Regions from separate parts of the Mus musculus genome. Here regions 2, 3, 4, 5, 6 and 7 are each linked to region 1. The links are chromatin contacts, called in public Hi-C and promoter capture Hi-C maps. All regions are on one chromosome and are shown on one strand. The core of a region is the stretch at or near the end of the contact, and the rest is flanking DNA. Distances in the headings are between cores, read along the strand shown.

Region 1 (2,519 bases), core at 15-2,514:
TGTGGTTGACACCACAGAGCAGTGTCTTCATCCCTACCACAAATGTATATTTATTTATTATGTGCCCAAACTCTCTATTATTTAGCTTTTAAGTGAATTTTTTTTTTTTTAAAGATTTATTTATTATTATATGTAAGTACACTGTAGCTGTCTTCAGACACTCCAGAAGAGGGCGCCAGATCTTGTTACGGATGGTTATGAGCCACCATGTGGTTGCTGGGATTTGAACTCTGGACCTTCGGAAGAGCAGTCGGGTGCTCTTACCCACTGAGCCATCTCACCAGCCCCAAGTGAATTTTATTCTATGAATTATGTCGGAATGTAAGTATTTCTATAAGCTAGCATTCTGGGTTTGTTTGCTTTCTGTTGGAAGAATACTTGCATAAACGTTAAGGATCTGTTTTTCAGATTCACCCAAAACTCCTTAGAATTCAAAGCTTTTCAGTATATTGAAGAGGCAGTCAAGTGTAAACACACAGCCCTCAGAGAAGGGGATTTCATAACTTTTGATTTTTAATCTCCATTATGACAGTTCTTAGATCAGAGAGCAACTTTCCTTGTGTGCTCCAGGGATCTAACTTACATCGTTGTTTGTCTACTAGCACCTTCGTCTGCAGGGCTATCTCTCAGTCCCTGGCTTCGTTTTTTTTAAAAGCTCCACCTCGCTGAGCAGTTTTTCTCCAACTTTACTTGTTTTATAACAAGTTGTCCAAGTGCTTACGAGTTTGCCAAAACCAATGTTTTTGCTCATGGCCACCAGAACAGCCCCCCCCCCCCCATGCAGCGGGCTGACTGGAGCTTCCTATCCCTAAGGGTGGGTGGGTGGGGGACCCAAAACAAAACAAAAAGAGAAAGAAAGAAAAGGAAGTTGTGCAAATGACTTTGGAAAGAATCATTTCCTTTTTTCATAAGCTGAATCGAGAAGTGCGCTGAAGTCGCCGGCAGGGTTCTCCTCCGCTACAGGCTGGGACTCCACGTGAGCAAAGAGAACGCGGAGAAAGTCGGCTTCATTTTCTGACTTGTCTTCCAGGCAACTCGCTTGCCCACAATAAAAATGGATTCTCCTAGCCCGCAACTCGCTTTTAAACCAGGCCCAACAACCATTTTTATTAAGGGCAAGAGAGCAAGCCGGAGAGTCGACAGGCAGGCACTCCTGTCACTGAGACGCCAGACGCTTTAAATCACCGAGGGTCCAATCGGAATCAAGAGTCCTCACCGGACCCGCCTTACCTCACGGCCGGAAAAGGCCGTGCGTCAGCGCGTTGGGCGGAAGTGGCGGGAGGGCGGTGGTGGGTAGTTGGCGGGTGGTTGACTGGAGCAGGCCGCCATGTCCGCAGGGAGCGCGACACATCCTGCCGCTGGCGGGTAAGGGCTTCGCGGGCCAGGCTGGGGGCAGCGAGCACGGGCCCGGGGCAGGGAGACCGGCGAGGCTGCGTGTGGGCCGGACGGGCCGTCTAGTAGGACGCGTCCGGATGCCGAGGCCGGGGTTCTGGAGAGAATGTTGAGCTGGCCTCGGGCGCCCGGAAAGAGGCCGGCCGCGGTGCGAGAGGGAAGGGAGGGAACTCGGAGCCTTTTAGAAGGACGAGCCAAGGAGAAGGCGAACGCAGAGCGTTCCCGGCCGAGCCGAGTCTCCGGATGGAAGTGACTGGAAAGGAAATGTTTCGTAAGGGGATCGGAATAAGGGGAGTGGGACTGAGCTTTAGATAGGAATCTCGGGCACGTCTCGGGACCATGGCAGGCGACGCGGGATGGAGTGTACGAAGGGGGAGACTACACAAAGGAAGGCCGTGGGCCTCAGGATTTCCCTTTTCCTACCTGTAGGCGCCGCAGCAAATGGGATCAGCCAGCGCCAGCTCCGCTTCTCTTCCTGCCGCCAACGGCCCCAGGTGGAGAAGTCGCTGGCAGCGGGGCGAGCCCCGGGGGCGCCACCACCGCCGCCGCTCCTTCAGGAGCCTTGGATGCCGCCGCTGCCGTGGCTGCCAAGATCAATGCTATGCTCATGGCCAAAGGGAAGCTGAAACCATCTCAGAATGCGGCCGAGAAGGTATTGCGAGCGCTAGACGCTCTGCGCTTCGGGATTTTCTTTTTCCTCCCCTTTCTTCACCTTTCAGTTGCTTGGTCATTGGGGTTAATGAAGATGAAACCGGTTAGAGTGAAGATCACGTTTGGGAGTATTTAGATGATACCTTGTTAAATTGTTCCTGCAAGGCAATGAATGGGCTTTGGTTTTTTTGTTTCAGGCAGAGACTCTGTATATTTAGACCAGGCTGGCCTGCTTGCAGAGATGCCTCTTGCCTCTGACCCCCCAAGTGCTGTGCCCCATCATTGCATCCTGAAGTCAGGCAGTTTTAATTGATGTAGTTCCCTTGTTTTGTTTTTCGAGACAAGTCCACGTAGTCTTGGCTGTCCTGGAACCGTGGTTTAGCCTCGAACTAATGGGGAGATATCCGTCTCTGCCATCTACGTAGGATAAGGACATGCGCAGCCACCACCTGGCTGGTCTTGTTACTTTTATGGAC
Region 2 (2,519 bases), core at 7-2,506, 1.7 Mb after region 1:
GCCAAGTCTGTAGGAAGTTGCCAATCCTCAGACACCTGCCTGTAAACACATATATACTTTTCAACTTAACACTCTCAAATAGGGTGGATATTTTAGATAGCTATTGGTGTGTATGTGGGAAGAAATGAAAATAACTTTGGTCAGTACTGATGCTACATCCCTTCTGTAACCAACACCCCTCACACCCATTTTCTTAATAGCGGCAGCTGTTACTAGGGCAACCTGTCCAGGAAATTGACCCACACTTCTTCCTCCAGAAGCAGGAAGCAAGAGCAATGTTTCTGCCTTACAAAAAAAAAATAATAATAATAATAAATAAATAAAATAAACTTGAAGGCCTTTTCTCCCCACCCCCACCCCATATGCGATCCAGCATCCCTCCTCAACCCAATTCCTTACTCCCTTCCCCACCCCCCACACCTACCTCCTCTAACTCATCCTTGGCATCCAAACTGGTTGAAAGTAGCAGCCTCCCCCCTCCTGGGGCTCCTGCTCCCGCTCCTCCTCCTCCACCTCCCGCTGCTCCTGATGCAGCAGCTGCTACGGTCCCCTTTCCCTTCTGTAACTCCATGGCTGCAGCCAAGAGACCAGAAGAGGTCAAGGGAGTAGACGGGTGTTAAGTCCTAGAAATGGAGAACTCTGGCTTGCCAAGGACGAGGAGCAAGAGGAACAAGTGGGAGGGAGGCCGACAGGCCTGGCTTTCCGCACTCTTGCCTCCTCTCCTGCGGAGGGGGAAGGCGCGGGTTCTCTAGATGCTCCCTCAGGAGTGGCCGGGCTGGGGCAAAGCTTTTGCGCAGAAGTATGGTAGACTAAGGGTCTTGTGTCCTGCAGGGAGATAGGCAAGGCTGCCACCCTTGCAGAAGTGGAGGGGGAAACCCTCTGGCTTCTTATCCTGAAAGGAGGGGAAACCCTAAGTTTCTGCCTCTCGAGGCGTGGGAAGGAGTCCTGGCCCTGAATTGGGAGTGGGAAACCTTCCCGGCGGGATTGGGAAACGCGGTTCCTTGGAATCCGGCCCCTAGCGGGTGAGGATGCAGCAGGAGCGCTATGGGAGGACCAGCTTCTCCCCACACCACACAGAGGCGGCCATGGTGGAAGGGCGGGGGAGGCTGAGAGTGCCCGAGCGGGCAGAGTCGTCGCCGGCGCCGGAAGTGAGCAGTCGCGGTCCCGGGCGTCCGCCAATAGCGGCTTCCGCGGTGGCGCCAGGTCTCTAAGGAGTAAGCCGACGACGGCGGACTGGCCTTTTCCCGGGCTGCCAATTGTAGGGAGAAGAATTGAGTCTGGTCTGACGGGCAACAAGTGTGCCCAATCGCATCCTTCCTCTGCATCTGGAGGCGGGACGGGAGGTACGGAGTGGGTGCTACTGCTGGGCGATCCGGAAAAAGCCGGGCTGCGCCTGCGCGCGCCAACACGCATGCGCGACGTTTCCCTCTTGCTCCACTCCCTACAGGTGTTCGGAACGTTGTCCTTGGGTAGTAGGCTGGGAGGATGGAAACCTAGCCCATAAGTGTCTATTCAGGAAAAGGAGCTGCCGAGTCCCAACCCCTACGCAGTCGCGTAGCAAACGCCCTCAGGGTCTGAAGCTACTTCCTGAACTAAAAATGCTACACGCGGCCGATTGTATGAGCTCTTGGGTGTGCAATTATTAGTAACAATTTGAAAACAAAAAAAGTGCATTGATTCTCTAGTGCAAACCAAATAGTTAGAATCGTACCAGCACTCGCTTTAACACAGTTTACTAAGTGATGGGACCTCGTCTTTTGAGACTCTGGGACTGACAAATGTCACTGAAGCCTATTGTATTTACACACACACAATCCATTGAGAGTTGTGGTTTGTTGTGATCATAGTAGGGCTTGATTGTATGAGAGTTCTTTTACCGTGCGTCTCTCAACAGAACTTTTCATTTTTAGGCGTATGAGCCTATTGCTGTCCACAGCTCTAAGGTGGGTGTGGTAATATATGCCTGCCATCCTAATACGTGGGAAGCTGGCCCATCAAATTCATGTTCCCCTTCCGTCCCCCATTTGTAGATATAGGCCTATTTTCCTGCACTATCCATTTTCAAGGCCAGTGGGCAGGTAAATTGTTAACAATGTCCTTGGAAGAATTCCAAGTTCCATAGCTACTGTTTTGGGAGTGAAGCACTCTTGAACCCAAGCTGGCCTCACTTTTGTGGCATTCTTTCTGCCTCCCAGGGACTTCTGTATCCTAATTACAAATAAAATAAGACCCGGACTGGCCGATCTCCAAATACACTTCTGGCATTCTACAATCCTCCTGAGTAAGCTTTGAATAACTTCTAGGTAAAGGACTGATTCAGCCTCGGAACTACAAACAAGTCATTACAATAGCTTAATATAACCGGGACACATGTATTGGATGGAAAGAAGAAAAAGAAAGGGCCGGGCGTGGTGGTGCACGCCTTTAATCCCAGCACTCGGGAGGCAGAGGCAGGTGGATTTCTCAGTTCGAGGCCAGCCTGGTCTACAAAGTGAGTTCCAGGACAGCCAGGGCTACAC
Region 3 (2,519 bases), core at 8-2,507, 1.6 Mb after region 1:
CATGTATACTGGGGGAACATCAGTTCTGGTTGGCGTCGAGACTTACCATGGCTGCAGGAGGTGCTGGGGCTCTGGTGCTGACCCTAGGCAGGATATGTCTATGCGAATCGGAGGGCAGTCCACTGACTGTGCATGCATCAGGGACCATAAGTGCAGGGGTCCACTGATCTGAAAAAAGATACAGAGACTGGGACAAAGGAGTCAGAAGGCTGTGGTAAGGGCGGGGACTGGGCAGTGGCACAGTTTGGGAACCTTCTCCCCTTAATCTCACCACCAGGGCTGGGCCTGAAAGGGGCGTTGCCCTATTTCCAAAAAGTACACTGACCTATCTGAATAGAGATGAGTCCGAAGGTTGGCCCAGCTTCCCGCTGAGTTCCCTGTAGGGTCCCTGAATCATAGACAACCTCATAGAGGGCAGGGGAACTGGAAGCCTGTTGGGCAGGGGAGCCAGGATCTTCAGAGACCCCACTGTCCCTACCAGGAGATGTTTCTGAGCAGTGTATCATATTGGGATCGATAAAGAGGTTCAGGAAATCGTCAGGTTCACTCTTCTGAAGGCCCTATAGGAGGAGAGGGTACGCATGTCTGCAAAGAAGTACCTTGACAGTCTTACCTGACAGTAGTCTTAGATCCTTAATGCTTCAATGCTATCCCTTCTTGGACATAGGAAGAGTAACAATACGCGTCTATTTCGTGGGCTCTATTATGAGAACTCTTTCTTTGTGACGACTTAAGGCTTCTAGTCAGAGTTCTCTCAACCTAACTCCCACTTCCATTGAACAGCCTGGGCTACAGCCCCTACTCATCTCCCAGCTTTGCAGCCCCTGTTCTTGTACCCTGGTCACCGGGACCTTTGACGCGGGACCGTTGAATCCCAGCTCCAGGAAGGATCCCGTCGAGAAGATATCTTCTGGGGGTTCCAGCAACTCAGGGCACCCGAGCTCCATGTTTCTGCATGGGAGGGAAAGTTATAAGGAAGGTGGTGGCTGCCCTCGCCTCTGAAGCTACGGGCTCCTCGGCATTTTCTCCGTTAGTTACTCTTTTCCTCTGCTCTCATGAGGCAGCCCCTCGGAGGAGAACACACTTCAGGCCTTATCTTTGGGTTCAGAAAAATAGCCCCACTGGGTATTACCTGTTTTATTCTCTTTAGTTGTTGTTCGGAGAACTTTGCTCTGCCAAACCAGCCTAGCCCGCTGAAGCCCCAAACACTACACCTTTTCTTTCCACCAGGATCTGTATCCTGGTCCTGCCCAATCAGGCCCCGCCCACTACGCTGTCCGTGGAGTTTGGGGTAGGAAAGGGTGGGGGAAGGGAGAGGGTTGGGTTGCACCTGGCCAGGAACCACTGTCGGGACCTGCATCTGGGAGTAATATTAAGACACTGTCCATGTGCAAACAGAAATAAAACTATAGGTACCCACACCCTTTCTGTCAGTTTTCTCAGTGCTAGTAGATCTTGCTGCGGGCTTGATGTCTCGTCAGCAAAGAGTTGAGATAGTAGTGACTGGTACACAGGATTCCCAGGTGTCTGTTTCGAAGCCACAATCTTTACAAGTGGGAGACCCATCTCAGGGTAGAGAAAGAAACCAAGATTTTGAAGGCATCCTCCATCCCAGCTCCGGCCCCCTGCGCCACAAGGCATTCTTCCACTGGTGAATCCTAATTGGGCATTGAAGACTTAGGACCGGGTTTCTAGCCAATGGCTGACTATCTCGAGGCTCACGCCCTCGCGGTTAGCAACAATAGACCAGCAGAAAAGAATCCCAGAAGTAATTTGGCAGGGCTCCGGGTTCCAGCCAGAGGCCCCTACTTATATTGTAGGAAAGTTGAGCTAAAGCTTCCGTGCTGAGGGTAGGAACCGCACAGAGGTTGTTTGGGTTTGAGTTTGTTTACCTCGTGGTTCTGAGGCCCCAAGTTATTACTTAGGCAGACCTGTAGCCTGTGGACCAGGATTCCACTTTCTGGCAGCTACCTGTGCAATCGGCCTATGTGGATCCAGGAACCGGGTTACACATTGCTGCACTTTGGGGACCCTGCTAACCCATGCGGGGGGACACAGGACAGGGAAACTGCCATACATTAGCCAAACATTTACTTTTGGTTTGAAATCTTATTGTTTCCTTAAACTATTAGTTTTATGTATAGTTTTGTGTTTTGAAACAGGAGTGAGGAGGTCTCATTTCTCAGGGTGGCCTCCTGAGTAGCTGATACTGTATCAGTGTAGCTTGAAACCTGTTTCAGAGGTTGTGTGGGAGTGCATGCCAGTAATTTTCATGCCCAAGAGGCTTACCAGAAGTGTCTCTGCTGCCAAGGCCAGCCTGGGCTACATAAGATCCTGTTTCAATTAATCCCAGCATTCAAGAGGCAGAGGCAGACTGCTCTGGCCTCAAGGTCTACAAAGTGAGTTCCAGGACAGCCAAGGGTACACAGAGAAACCCTGTCTTGAAAAAAAAAACCAAAAACCAAAACAACAAAACCACAAACAAAAAAACCCAAAAGTACCAATTATCTATTCAGTGA
Region 4 (2,519 bases), core at 7-2,506, 1.5 Mb after region 1:
AAAGACAGTCCCCACTGTCACACACCTTTGTATGACACAATGTTTCCAATAACCATTGCTAAAAGTTACTACCAAAAAGACATAGAAGAGTAAGCCCAATTATACACTATCACCAGTTTTAAACCATGGTCTAAGATTTATACAGTGAATCTAGATAAAAATGCCCCCAATGGACTCTAGGTGTTTGGCCACTTACTTGACCCCAAAGGGACCACTCTTCTGTTTGCCCTGGGATATGTGAGGCACCACTTGCTACCAGTTAAACAAGACAAACATTATATATCCAAAACGTGTTTATTGGGAAGGTTCCCACTCATCTTCAATCAGGGGCTTTCAGTGCTGCTTCCTCCTGAAGGAGCATCCTGGAAGAAAAAGATGCAAACGTTACTTCTGCCTGCCACTGACCCTGCCTCATCTGCAGAGTGCTAAACCTTCCTAACAGGAGTGCAGCTGGCTTTACCAGCCGGAAGCCTTGCATTCTACTCAGCCTTTCACCTTAGGACCCCAAAGCCAAACAAAACCCCAACACTGAGACCACTCACCTTCTGTCAGCCTTGCTTTTCCACCTGTAGGCTGACAGAGGACAGTGGAGCAGCCAACACACAAGACTACCGTTTGTGCATGGCTAAAGACCGTGGTGATTTTATAGCATCCTGGGAAGAAAAAAAAAGAGAAGAAAAATGTTAACTTCTTTTATTCCTCTCCAAGTTACCACTTCTGAACTCGTAATAAAATCAAAAATTAAGTTACAACCATTAGTACAGTTTAGTTTTCCCGCACAGCTGAAAACCACTTCCTTACCTGGGCATTTCACGTCCATAAAGTAGGAATTGGGGCTCTGCACCAGGCGCTTTTTCTTGTGTTTCCTCTTCTCCTCTTCTGGAGAGGGATGAAGGAGATCCTTTGCGAGCTAAAAGGGGCAGAAATGCAAAGACTTAGAAGGTAATGGAGGAAAGAGATGATGGGAAAGAGCCCCCACTGGCACACACCGAGGAGAACTCGCCCCTCGCCGCCCCTGGTGTCTGCGTAGCTGGGCCGCCATCTTATCTCCTCTCCGCTCCCGTCTACGCGGCTGACCCGTGGGCCGCCGCGGCTCTGGTTACTGTCCTAAGAGACGCAGAGCGCACATGTGGACCCTGTAGGACCCGCAATTAGCGCAAGAGGACCGTGCGGACCCAAGAGCGAGTTCTCTGTCGAAACCTGGACCAAGGAACTCACAGGCATGTTCTCGTAGGGAGGTCGTCACCGCCGGAAAGGAGCGAAAGCGGAAATCCTGTTCCTTATATCTGATATGGGACAGGAAGTGACGAGCCGTGTTGCTTCGCCATCTTCGGAAGGTCTTCTACTCTGTTCGAATGCAACGGAATGCCCGTTGACTGCCATTTGTAGAAGGTCCGTAAAGGCTCCTCGCGTCGCGGGCGCGTAGCCATGGTGAGAGAGTTAGCTTCTATTTTGAGTTCAGAATTTAGCTGCTGTGGCGAGAAAAATGGATACTTTTTTCTCACGTAGTTTCCGACTACGCTTTGACAGCTGGAGTGTGATGGGAACATCACAGGTGAACACCAGCGAGAAGCTTTTATCCATGACATTTTTAGTTATTGATAGTCTTTACCATTTTCCAGTTGGTTTGATTTACGCTGATTAATAATTCTAGACGTAAATAGGTTTTTTTTTTTAAAAAATGAGATACCTGCTTGAAGCTGGGGGTGTACTACGCTGGTAGGTAGAGTGCGTGCTAAGAATGTGCAAAGCGTAAACTGGGCAGGGCGCAGTGGTGCTGTCAGTGGCTCAAGGCTGGAATCTCAGAACTTCAGAGGATGAAGCGGGAGGACGAGGAGTTCAAAATCATTCTAGGCACTGGGCTTCCTAGCAAGTTTGAGGTCTGAGTGGACTACAGGAGACCCTGTCTGAAAAAACAACAAAATCAAATCCTGTTCATATTTGCTCCACTGCAGCTAACCCTATTGTTTACCTTTATTGTTTTGTTGTTGCTGCTGTTTTCCAGTGCTAAAGATAGAGCCCGACTTTGTATTCTTACAATTCTTTACCTTTGAGGAATAAAATCAAATATCCTTACACCACTTGACACGTGCATTGCTTTTAAAGTGCTAATTAAAGGCCAGACGAGGTTGGTCACACCTTTATCACTGCATTCTGGCAAAGCATGGAAGAGACTGAGTTCTGGCCAGCCTGATCTAGCAAGTTGTAGGACAGCCAGAACTACAAGAGATGTCTCTAAAAACCAAATCAAAACAAAAAGTATGTTATTTAACTATGGAGCTGCTGTAACCATTACCACATTGTACAAATTTGTGTGTTTGCTGCTCAACACAGAGGCAGGTGGATCTCTGAATTCAAGTGTCTATAAATAAAATAATAAATAAATAGTCCATGCTTAAATGAATGCATGTTGATTTTGGATTTTGGCAATATACATGGCAGAGATATCTTGGGAAATAGATTCTAGGTTTAAAAATGAAATTCATGGCCAGGTGTGGTGGTGCACGCCTTTAATCCCA
Region 5 (2,519 bases), core at 15-2,514, 1.4 Mb after region 1:
AAGACACAGCAGATATCCCCAACGCAGAATATGGGAGGTGGAGACAAAAAATAATCTCTCCATTTAGTAGTCAGTGAGTCAAAGGCAAAAACAAATTTAACAAAATCGCCTTTAACTGTTTTTTCTTTCCACAACAACCTACACCAGAGGTTGCTAAATTTTAAGAATCGTGGAAAACAGTCTCTTGTTTGTGACATCACTTTGCAAAACAATTTAGGGGCTGTCCACCAGGTGAAGGGTCTCAAGAAATTTGGAATTCCATTCCCATTATGAGAAAAATGAACAAATGCCCAGTCTAGTGACATCCCTTAGGCGCAACACAATCCACGGGGGCCTCCATGTCCAGCTTCCCAAATAAGATAACTGCTTGGGTAGCCAAAACTACAGTATAGACAACAGGAAGTCAAAGACTGCAGCGAAAATATATTCCACGACCAGGGTCGGTAAGAAAGAAGGCAGGGTAATAAGAGGAGCTGACAAAGAGGCTGGAAATGAACAGAGAGGACAGAAGCCCACGCGCGGAGGATGGGAGACTCACCCCCCTCCGCGCCACATCTAGAGCCCATGGGGCCATTCGCTTCTCTACCTCCCACCCGGAACAAATTAATCCTCCGCACTCCAAACCGAGGGCCACATGGGGGAGTTTGGGGCAGCTCCACCCCATCGCCACCCCCCCTCCGCCCCCAAAACCAGGCCGGATCCGGATCAGAGGCCCAGAGAGGACTGGGGAGGGAGGAGGCCTTCTCCACAAGACACTGACCCTCCTAAACAACCCTACCTCAGGCTGGGCCCAGGCCTCGCTCGCCCGCGCTCTTTCTCGCTCTCCCCCTTCAGGCTCTAGCCACATGCCCCCCCCCTCCGGCTGCCCCAAGCCCCGCCCCGGCCACGCTCCCAAATCGAGGCCCCGGCTCTGGCGCGGCCCAGTAGGCCGCGAACCCAACTATAAACAAAACCCCCGGCGGCCAATTCGAGGTGGGGAGGTTGGACGCCCGGGTTCCCAAGACCAGAAGGGAGGGTGTACAGTGGGGAGACACACGGCGTGGGGGGGGCCTACCGCGGGACAGGAATACGGAGGGGACAGAGGAAAAGAAGGGAGGGTAAAAAGGGGATCGCGGATTTAAAGGGGCCGCGGACAATACCCGGCCCCGCCGCGTTGCCGCTGCCGCCGCCGCCGCCGCCAACGCCGCTGCGCTCCCAACTTTACCTCAGTCTCCTCCACACTGACACCCCGGGCCGCGCCGCCCCTGTCACGTGATATAAGATTCCCTCCTCCCCACCCCCTCCCTCCTTTTCCCTCTCGCGCTCGCTCTCGCGCCTTCCCCCTCCCACTTGCCTTCCTGCGTCCCTCAGCACGTGACGCGAAAGGGCCGCGCACGTCAGCGTGCGCGCGCCTCCCCGCCACGAAACACTGCTCTTGAGTTCCGCGCGCCCGCCCCGCCCCCGCCCCGCCCCGCACGGATCCGCCTCCATCACGTGACTCCAGTAAGGTCTCGGCTTCCTCTTACTGGCGTAGTTCCGCGTCTCCGCACTCCCAGGTACCTTTGCGGACATAAGTCACGTGGCGGAGGGGGTGGGGGTGGGGAAATGGGACGGGAAGGTCCGATGCTTAACTAGCGCCCCCATCCACCATGTTTTCTGACGGACTCTAGCCTGGTTTTTTTTTTTTTTTTTTTTTTAATCGAAAACCATATGGAAATGTTCGGAGAGCTCCAGGGAACCTAGGTTCCCTGGCTTCGGCAGAGCCTGGGCTAACGCGCGAGCGCGGCGGGACTGTCCTAGCAGGTGTTCCCGGAGAGAGAGGCGATGGCGTCTAGTAGTAACTGGCTTTCTGGAGTGAATGTCGTGCTGGTGATGGCGTACGGGAGCCTGGTGAGATCCCCATTCTCTTCCTCTTGTGGCATTTGTCTGAGTCCCGACCCTCTGAGCCGGACTCCTGAAAAGAAGGCTCCTGAGCCGTTCTGTCTTTGTTCTTCAGCCACTTAACTTGTTTTGTTTCTGGACTTCCGAATTGTATCCGTAGACAGTCTGAGATCTTTAAGTCAAAGCTGCCTGGCTCTAAGTAAGAACCCTCCCTCTTAAATTCTAGAGCCCAGATTAACATGCCTCTCCGTTACTAGCCCCTGACCCACCTCCGTCCTTAGCGACCCGGCTTCGCCCCAAAGCATCCAGCTCTGAAGGCCTAAACCCAGGGATTTTGAAAGTGAACATTTTAAAAAATTATTGCTATTACTAAAATGGCTCTAATCTCTTTGGGCAGGTATTCGTACTGCTGTTTATTTTTGTGAAGAGACAAATCATGCGCTTTGCAATGAAATCTAGAAGGGGACCTCATGTTCCTGTAGGACACAATGCCCCCAAGGTAGGTCACTAGAATGCAAGGTAAACCTGTTCTTTGGCACAAGGAGATTTTTCTCGGACTTTAAAAGAAGACTTTTATTCATATGCTTCCTTTCATTCCACAGTCTAAGCAATAACTTCCTGCTCACTGCTGCTCCACAACATGTACCTTAAGATTTAAA
Region 6 (2,519 bases), core at 8-2,507, 1.2 Mb after region 1:
CCTGGGTTATGGGAGAGCCTGTCTAATATATATATATATTTTCTTTATATATATATATATAAAGAAAATATAGGTAGGGGTAACAAACCAAGCTTGAGGAATTCTACCTTCCAGGCAGAAAGAAAGCCTGGAAGCCACTGTCCCCACGACCAGCACAGGATAAATCTCCCCCATGTCCTTTGGCTCTTTCTATGTTGTTGAATAAGCCCTCAGCCCCTAAAATAACCTGTAGAGAAGCAGTCTCCCAGTTCCTCCAGAAGAGACCAGGCAGGCTGCTGGGCCTGAAGCCAGAGCCCACAGAGAGGCCTAGACCTACAAGGCAGAGTGCAAGGAAGGTAAACACAGTGCCCCTACCCTACCCTCCGCCTGGTCCACCTGCTAATCAGGGAGGGCTGGGGCAGGGGGCGGAGGCACAGTTCCAAGAGGTCCCACATCCTTTGCTGTCAAACTCACAGGATTGGGATGGATGTGGGTGTTGGCATTCTGCATGCTAGGGCTAGTTGGCTAAAGGAGTAAGTTTGTGAGGCGGGAACACCCATGACTCAGAGCCCATGATGTCAGACCCTTCACCGTCGGGTCACTGTCATTACACACGACATGGAATGTAGTAGAACTAAGGAAAGCCACGCGAGGTGCCACAACTAAAGCAGAGAGAGCCAGTGGCATAAAGGACTCTCCAGAAGGGACTACTACTGTTCCACTAGGGCGCGCCCTCTGGGTATCTCTTTTTGGAGCGACCCGGGATGCAGTTGAGTAAGACTGGGAACACTGGGAACCAGACACCAGAGTCAGGTTTCAGGAAAACACACTGTCCTGTACTCAGACTTGAGGTAACTGGCCAGACACAGACAGGAGCACGCAGTTATAGGCGCTAGACGCAACAGGGGGCGCGCGAACCTCCACCGCGTCAGCACAGGTGAGTCAGCCCAGGCTAGCAGCCGGTACCGGCGGGGCTCACTCTGCGAACGGAACCAGACAGTGTCACATTCCCCACGCCCGCTCCGGGTTCCTCTTACCCAGCGCGCGGCAGCTCCCGAGGACCAGCGCGACCGCGGGCGCGGCCAGCAGGGCGACCAACAGCGTGCAGCCGACGGTCAGCATGCTTCCTTCTACGCGGGACGGCGGGCGGCAGAGCGGCTCCGCAGCCGGGGCCGGGCGGCCGGCAGACTGGGGCAGCGAGAGCAGTCGCCCTCGGCCTCGGGCTCCACACTCAGCTCGCACTGCGAGCGCTCGCCCCGGCGTGGCTCAGATCGGTGTGGGCGCGACTTCCCACATGCACGTGACACACAGCAGCCGGCCGTCCTGGCAACAGTGAAACATTTGAGGAACCGGTGCTGAAGCTCCTCTTGGCAGCCCCGGCTCGCGGTTACGAAAGCCCAGTAGGATGGCGCAATCGGCCAGCGCTCCGGGCCACCGGAGGGGGTTACTTCCTGCAGCCGCGCCACACCTGAGCCCCCAGGGACCCCCACCAGGGCCCCTCCCCAGGTTTTGACGCTGAGATAAGGAGAAATATCCCCCTCCTTCCTTCCATCCGCGCCTCCGCTTGAGTTTTGCTTTCATGAGCGCCAGCCAGTGGCTCTGGCTGTTAAAGTAGAAGGCAGGTCAGTGTCCTGGGTGCTTACGGGAATCAAACAGGGAATCCGAAAAGACACCGATGTCTGCTTCGAGCCCAGAGATTGTGATTTAATTGGTCTGAAGGAAAACTTAGGCGTCCATAACCTGAGAAAAAGATTTCCTCTCATCTTCCAGTGGAGGAGCAGCTCTTTGAAGGCTACTGCAGAGGCAACGAAACCAGTGTGCGCTTTTGAGTCTGGCCCAGAGACACATGTGTTACCCTCCTCAAGATTGCTATCCCGATCCGGAAGTCTCAGTTTTCTCACCTATTAGAGATGTATTTTTAAGCCCATGATAAAGATTCCTGGAAACACTGTCGATGTACCTGGAGCCTAACTGCTCAACAAGGAGTAGGGCTTTGATTACCCATCATGACTTGACTGGACACAAAGGAACCGGCGTTTGCTATTTACCAGACTCCACCAAGGTTCCCTTCCAAGCTACAGAGCTTGAAGCTACAGGGCAGCTTCCCATGCAAATGCAGAGGGAAAGAAACACACTGAAAAGAAAATTTAGGGCTGGTGAGATGGCTCAGCGGTTAAACGCACTGACTGACTTCCGGAGATCATGAGTTCAAATCCCAGCAACATGGTAGCTCACAACCATCTGTAATGAGAAACAAATAAAACCTATGGGCCTGAGCGAGCCGGGCCGGAGCAAGAGGGAGAAGGGAAGGGATAAGAAAAAAAAAAGAAAGAAAAGAAAATGTAGATGGGGAGCCCTGGACCTACACCAGTATGTTTTAATGTATTCTTCCATTTCAGGGTTCAGCTGATTAGAGTCCATGGGGCAACTGGAATGTGTGTGTGCTGGCTGAACCCCTAAATAAGACATGACCTTATTTAAGCAACATGCTGGCCTCAGACCTAGGCATCCACCGCTCTCTGTGGATGTCAGAACCAAAC
Region 7 (2,519 bases), core at 6-2,505, 1.0 Mb after region 1:
CTGTCTTGTGCAATACATGATTGACCTTGGTTTTGCTTGGTTTGGGACAGGAGGTCTTCTTTCAGTATTGTTACATTGTTTCCCATCTGCTGCATTTGGCTGTGGTTTTTACTTCAATTGCTGTGTAATATCCTAAGGTGGGAACATCTGCTTATTTTAGTTTGATTGCTTTCAGTGTTGTGTAGCTTATCCTGCTAAATGCATATAATGGTTAAACCATGGGGTGTGTTTCTAAGTAATGACTTCCTGCAGTGACTGGGGTTGCTCCTTCTTGGTCCTCCTATGTGCTAGTTAATGGTGCCACACTGGTGAGTGGACAAGAACACCTACTCACTGTGACCTTTCCTGAGTTTCCCTGATGGCACAAGATTGAGCTCTTTTCCTGTGTTGATTGCCATTTTTTATCCCCCCCCCCCCAAGTTTCTGTTCCGCAAATTGTTTTACTTAGAGTGCACTATTATCCACTCACCTATGACTGTCTGGGACTCACTGTGCAGGGGATATAGGCGAGAACAGCCCTGCCCACTGGAGTGCCCCCGGGAGCACTGAAGGCAGGCAGCTATACCAAACAGGGAGGACATGATTGGGAGTGACTTTTGAGCCATCCATCTTGCCCAGACTGCTACATGCTGGGGCTTCTACTTACACTGTGTGTGCTGCTGGGTGCTGACGTTGTAGCATACACTAGATGCCCAGACTGCCATATGCTGGCCTACTTGCACCATGTGCTGGGTGCTGACACTGGTACAAACGCATCAGGTACCCAGGGATATGGAAGTGGAATTCCTCTGAAGTCTCAAAAACAAAACAAGGAAAGGGGGAGGAACATTCTAGGCTAAAGAACAGAATACGTGAAGGTAAAGAATTTTATCTACAAAAAGATAGGAAGTTTGGAGCAGCCAACAGGGGGAATGAAGGACAGGCTAGTGGGGACAGGGCATTGGCCAATGGTCACTCTAGGAGTGGACAGACTTGTAAATCTCGCAAGCAGTAGGGATTAAACACGGAAAAGGAACTTCCTCACAGGGCGGAGAGGGCGCTGTTGAGTGAAGCTTTCCAAAATACCGTGAACAAAAATAAGCTTGTCAGTGAAGTAAATAGCTCCCAAGCTCTCAGAGAACGTATATAGTGCCCTGCTAGTGGAGGTGGAGTGGTGAGGAAGGCGGTGGGCGTGGACTACGGCGGCCCAGCCCTTATGGTGGGCAGGATGCTGCTGCTCGGCTACCGGGAGCAAACCCCTCCCTCCTCTTGGCCCAACAGTTGGGCGGGGAAGCCTTTTCAAGGAAACGAAAGTGAACTCTGGGGAGCCAGCCATCTTACGGCCACAGGTGCGGGCCTTGCCGGCACTATGTCTCAAGGGTTCAGGGGACCCACAGGTAAGCCCGCGGGGTCTGCACCCTCATATCTGGCTCGCGTAGTGTGAATTACGAGGGTCACGTTCTCCTTCTCAAGCCGAACTGCCAGCCCTTCTGGGGATTTCTGTTCAGTTAGTTCTTGTAGCTTTGAGCAGTCTCAGGAAGGAGGCTGGTCAGAAGATAGACCAGCGTCTAAGCCAGACAAGGACCCAGGCCGGGGCAGACACCCCTTCTCTTTCTGCTAAGACCCCTGATGCCTTGCTGAGCCGCTATAGCCCAACATGAGCAACTTTTCTCATGATCCTCTTTGCTTTTTCAACTTCCTGAGAAATTTAAATTATCTCAACTAACCAGCAGGGGGAAGTCTTTTGCTTTATGGCCAAGAAGGGTGTCTTTCTGTAGCGCACTGGGTAAGCTTCGTGGAATTCTACTTAGCACTAAAATGAACTTGTGATGTCGTACATGAGCCCCAGCTGCAACGTTCTGAACAGAAAAACCCAGATTCCGAGGATTCATGCTGTGCACAGCACTGGATCTGTCATTCTGGAAAGCAGCGGGGATGGAAACTGACCCTGTGGTGGGATTAGGACTGTTCCTTGCCTTGGTTTGACCATGCTGGTTTGTTTGCTTTTGAGGCAGTTTCTACTTGTCTTGTGTTGCCTTGATTGCCCTTGAGCAAGCCACCAGTCTTTTCTCCCTAGAGCTGGAATTGCAGGCATGTCCCACCCAGGTTTATCCTTCAAAATTTTAAAAAGCTATATGGGATGTACCAATAGCCTCACACTTGATAAGCAAATGCTCTACTACTGTGTGTGTGTGTGTGTGTGTGTGTGTGTGTTGTAATTTGGGGGGTATGATGGTACTCATGAGGCAGAGGCAGGTATTTCTGAGTCCCAGGCCAGCCAAAGCTGTGTAGATGGCCTCAAAAACACAAACCAAAAAAACCCTACTCCAACAACCAACTTTTAATGTTGCAGATGTACAGGCACACTTGTACTTCTTTCTACGACAAAGGACAGCCTCGGAACTGGGCCCTCAGGCTTCCAGGAATTTTTCTTCTTGGTCCCCTATACCCTCAAGTGTCTCACAATTACTGATTTTTATACCACACTGTGTTTTGTTTTGTTTTTCTTGGGTTCTGGAGATTCAGATTCAGGTCCTTAA

What was found. Promoter capture Hi-C pulls out the DNA fragments that hold promoters and counts their contacts. Hi-C and Micro-C count contacts between places; a contact is called where the count stands out from the background.
Region 2: a contact with region 1 is called in a promoter capture Hi-C map of pre-B cells, with 4 times the contacts expected there. The contact joins the promoter of Ints3 here to the promoter of Khdc4 in region 1. A contact is called at or near these places in 4 of 39 promoter capture datasets (cranial neural crest, fetal liver, liver and 1 more).
Region 3: a promoter capture Hi-C map of pre-B cells shows a contact between it and region 1, with 3 times the contacts expected there. The contact joins the promoter of Creb3l4 here to the promoter of Khdc4 in region 1. A contact is called at or near these places in 2 of 39 promoter capture datasets (cranial neural crest and pre-B cells) and 1 of 484 Hi-C or Micro-C datasets (B cells).
Region 4: a contact with region 1 is called in a promoter capture Hi-C map of pre-B cells, with 2.5 times the contacts expected there. The contact joins the promoter of Rps27 here to the promoter of Khdc4 in region 1. A contact is called at or near these places in 3 of 39 promoter capture datasets (liver, neutrophils and pre-B cells).
Region 5: a contact with region 1 is called in a Hi-C map of B cells, with 8 read pairs. The contact joins the promoter of Ubap2l here to the promoter of Khdc4 in region 1. A contact is called at or near these places in 4 of 39 promoter capture datasets (hippocampal neurons, liver and pre-B cells), 3 of 484 Hi-C or Micro-C datasets (B cells, double positive thymocytes and nephron progenitors), 10 of 115 datasets of contacts at active chromatin or transcription factors (astrocytes, embryonic forebrain, embryonic limb bud and 6 more) and 2 of 9 other capture datasets (adipose tissue and liver).
Region 6: a contact with region 1 is called in a promoter capture Hi-C map of pre-B cells, with 2.7 times the contacts expected there. The contact joins the promoter of Il6ra here to the promoter of Khdc4 in region 1. A contact is called at or near these places in 4 of 39 promoter capture datasets (the C10 cell line, hippocampal neurons, neutrophils and 1 more) and 1 of 9 other capture datasets (pancreatic islet).
Region 7: a promoter capture Hi-C map of pre-B cells shows a contact between it and region 1, with 2.9 times the contacts expected there. The contact joins the promoter of Adar here to the promoter of Khdc4 in region 1. A contact is called at or near these places in 2 of 39 promoter capture datasets (liver and pre-B cells).

The regions. Positions count from the first base shown.
Region 1 is chr3:88,684,523-88,687,041 of GRCm38.p6, forward strand. Khdc4 (KH domain containing 4, pre-mRNA splicing factor) reads left to right here and starts at 1,265. Exons shown (of 14, transcript NM_028814.4): 1 at 1,265-1,365; 2 at 1,822-2,044. The coding sequence starts at 1,328.
Region 2 is chr3:90,432,380-90,434,898 of GRCm38.p6, forward strand. Ints3 (integrator complex subunit 3) reads right to left here and starts at 1,257. Exons shown (of 30, transcript NM_145540.3): 1 at 425-1,257. The coding sequence starts at 571.
Region 3 is chr3:90,241,886-90,244,404 of GRCm38.p6, forward strand. Creb3l4 (cAMP responsive element binding protein 3-like 4) reads right to left here and starts at 1,258. Exons shown (of 10, transcript NM_001307934.1): 1 at 1,133-1,258; 2 at 837-951; 3 at 326-560; 4 at 47-168. The coding sequence starts at 947.
Region 4 is chr3:90,212,392-90,214,910 of GRCm38.p6, forward strand. It overlaps Rps27 (ribosomal protein S27), which reads right to left and starts at 1,257. Exons shown (of 4, transcript NM_027015.4): 1 at 1,219-1,257; 2 at 802-910; 3 at 543-653; 4 at 276-362. The coding sequence starts at 1,224. The coding sequence ends at 334. It also overlaps a transcript of Rab13 not described here.
Region 5 is chr3:90,051,251-90,053,769 of GRCm38.p6, forward strand. It overlaps Ubap2l (ubiquitin-associated protein 2-like), which reads right to left and starts at 1,265. Exons shown (of 28, transcript NM_001165984.1): 1 at 1,205-1,265. 4933434E20Rik (RIKEN cDNA 4933434E20 gene) reads left to right here and starts at 1,552. Exons shown (of 7, transcript NM_025762.3): 1 at 1,552-1,869; 2 at 2,258-2,359. The coding sequence starts at 1,804.
Region 6 is chr3:89,911,939-89,914,457 of GRCm38.p6, forward strand. It overlaps Il6ra (interleukin 6 receptor, alpha), which reads right to left and starts at 1,258. Exons shown (of 10, transcript NM_001310676.1): 1 at 1,017-1,258. The coding sequence starts at 1,101.
Region 7 is chr3:89,729,463-89,731,981 of GRCm38.p6, forward strand. Adar (adenosine deaminase, RNA-specific) reads left to right here and starts at 1,256. Exons shown (of 15, transcript NM_001146296.1): 1 at 1,256-1,376. The coding sequence starts at 1,349.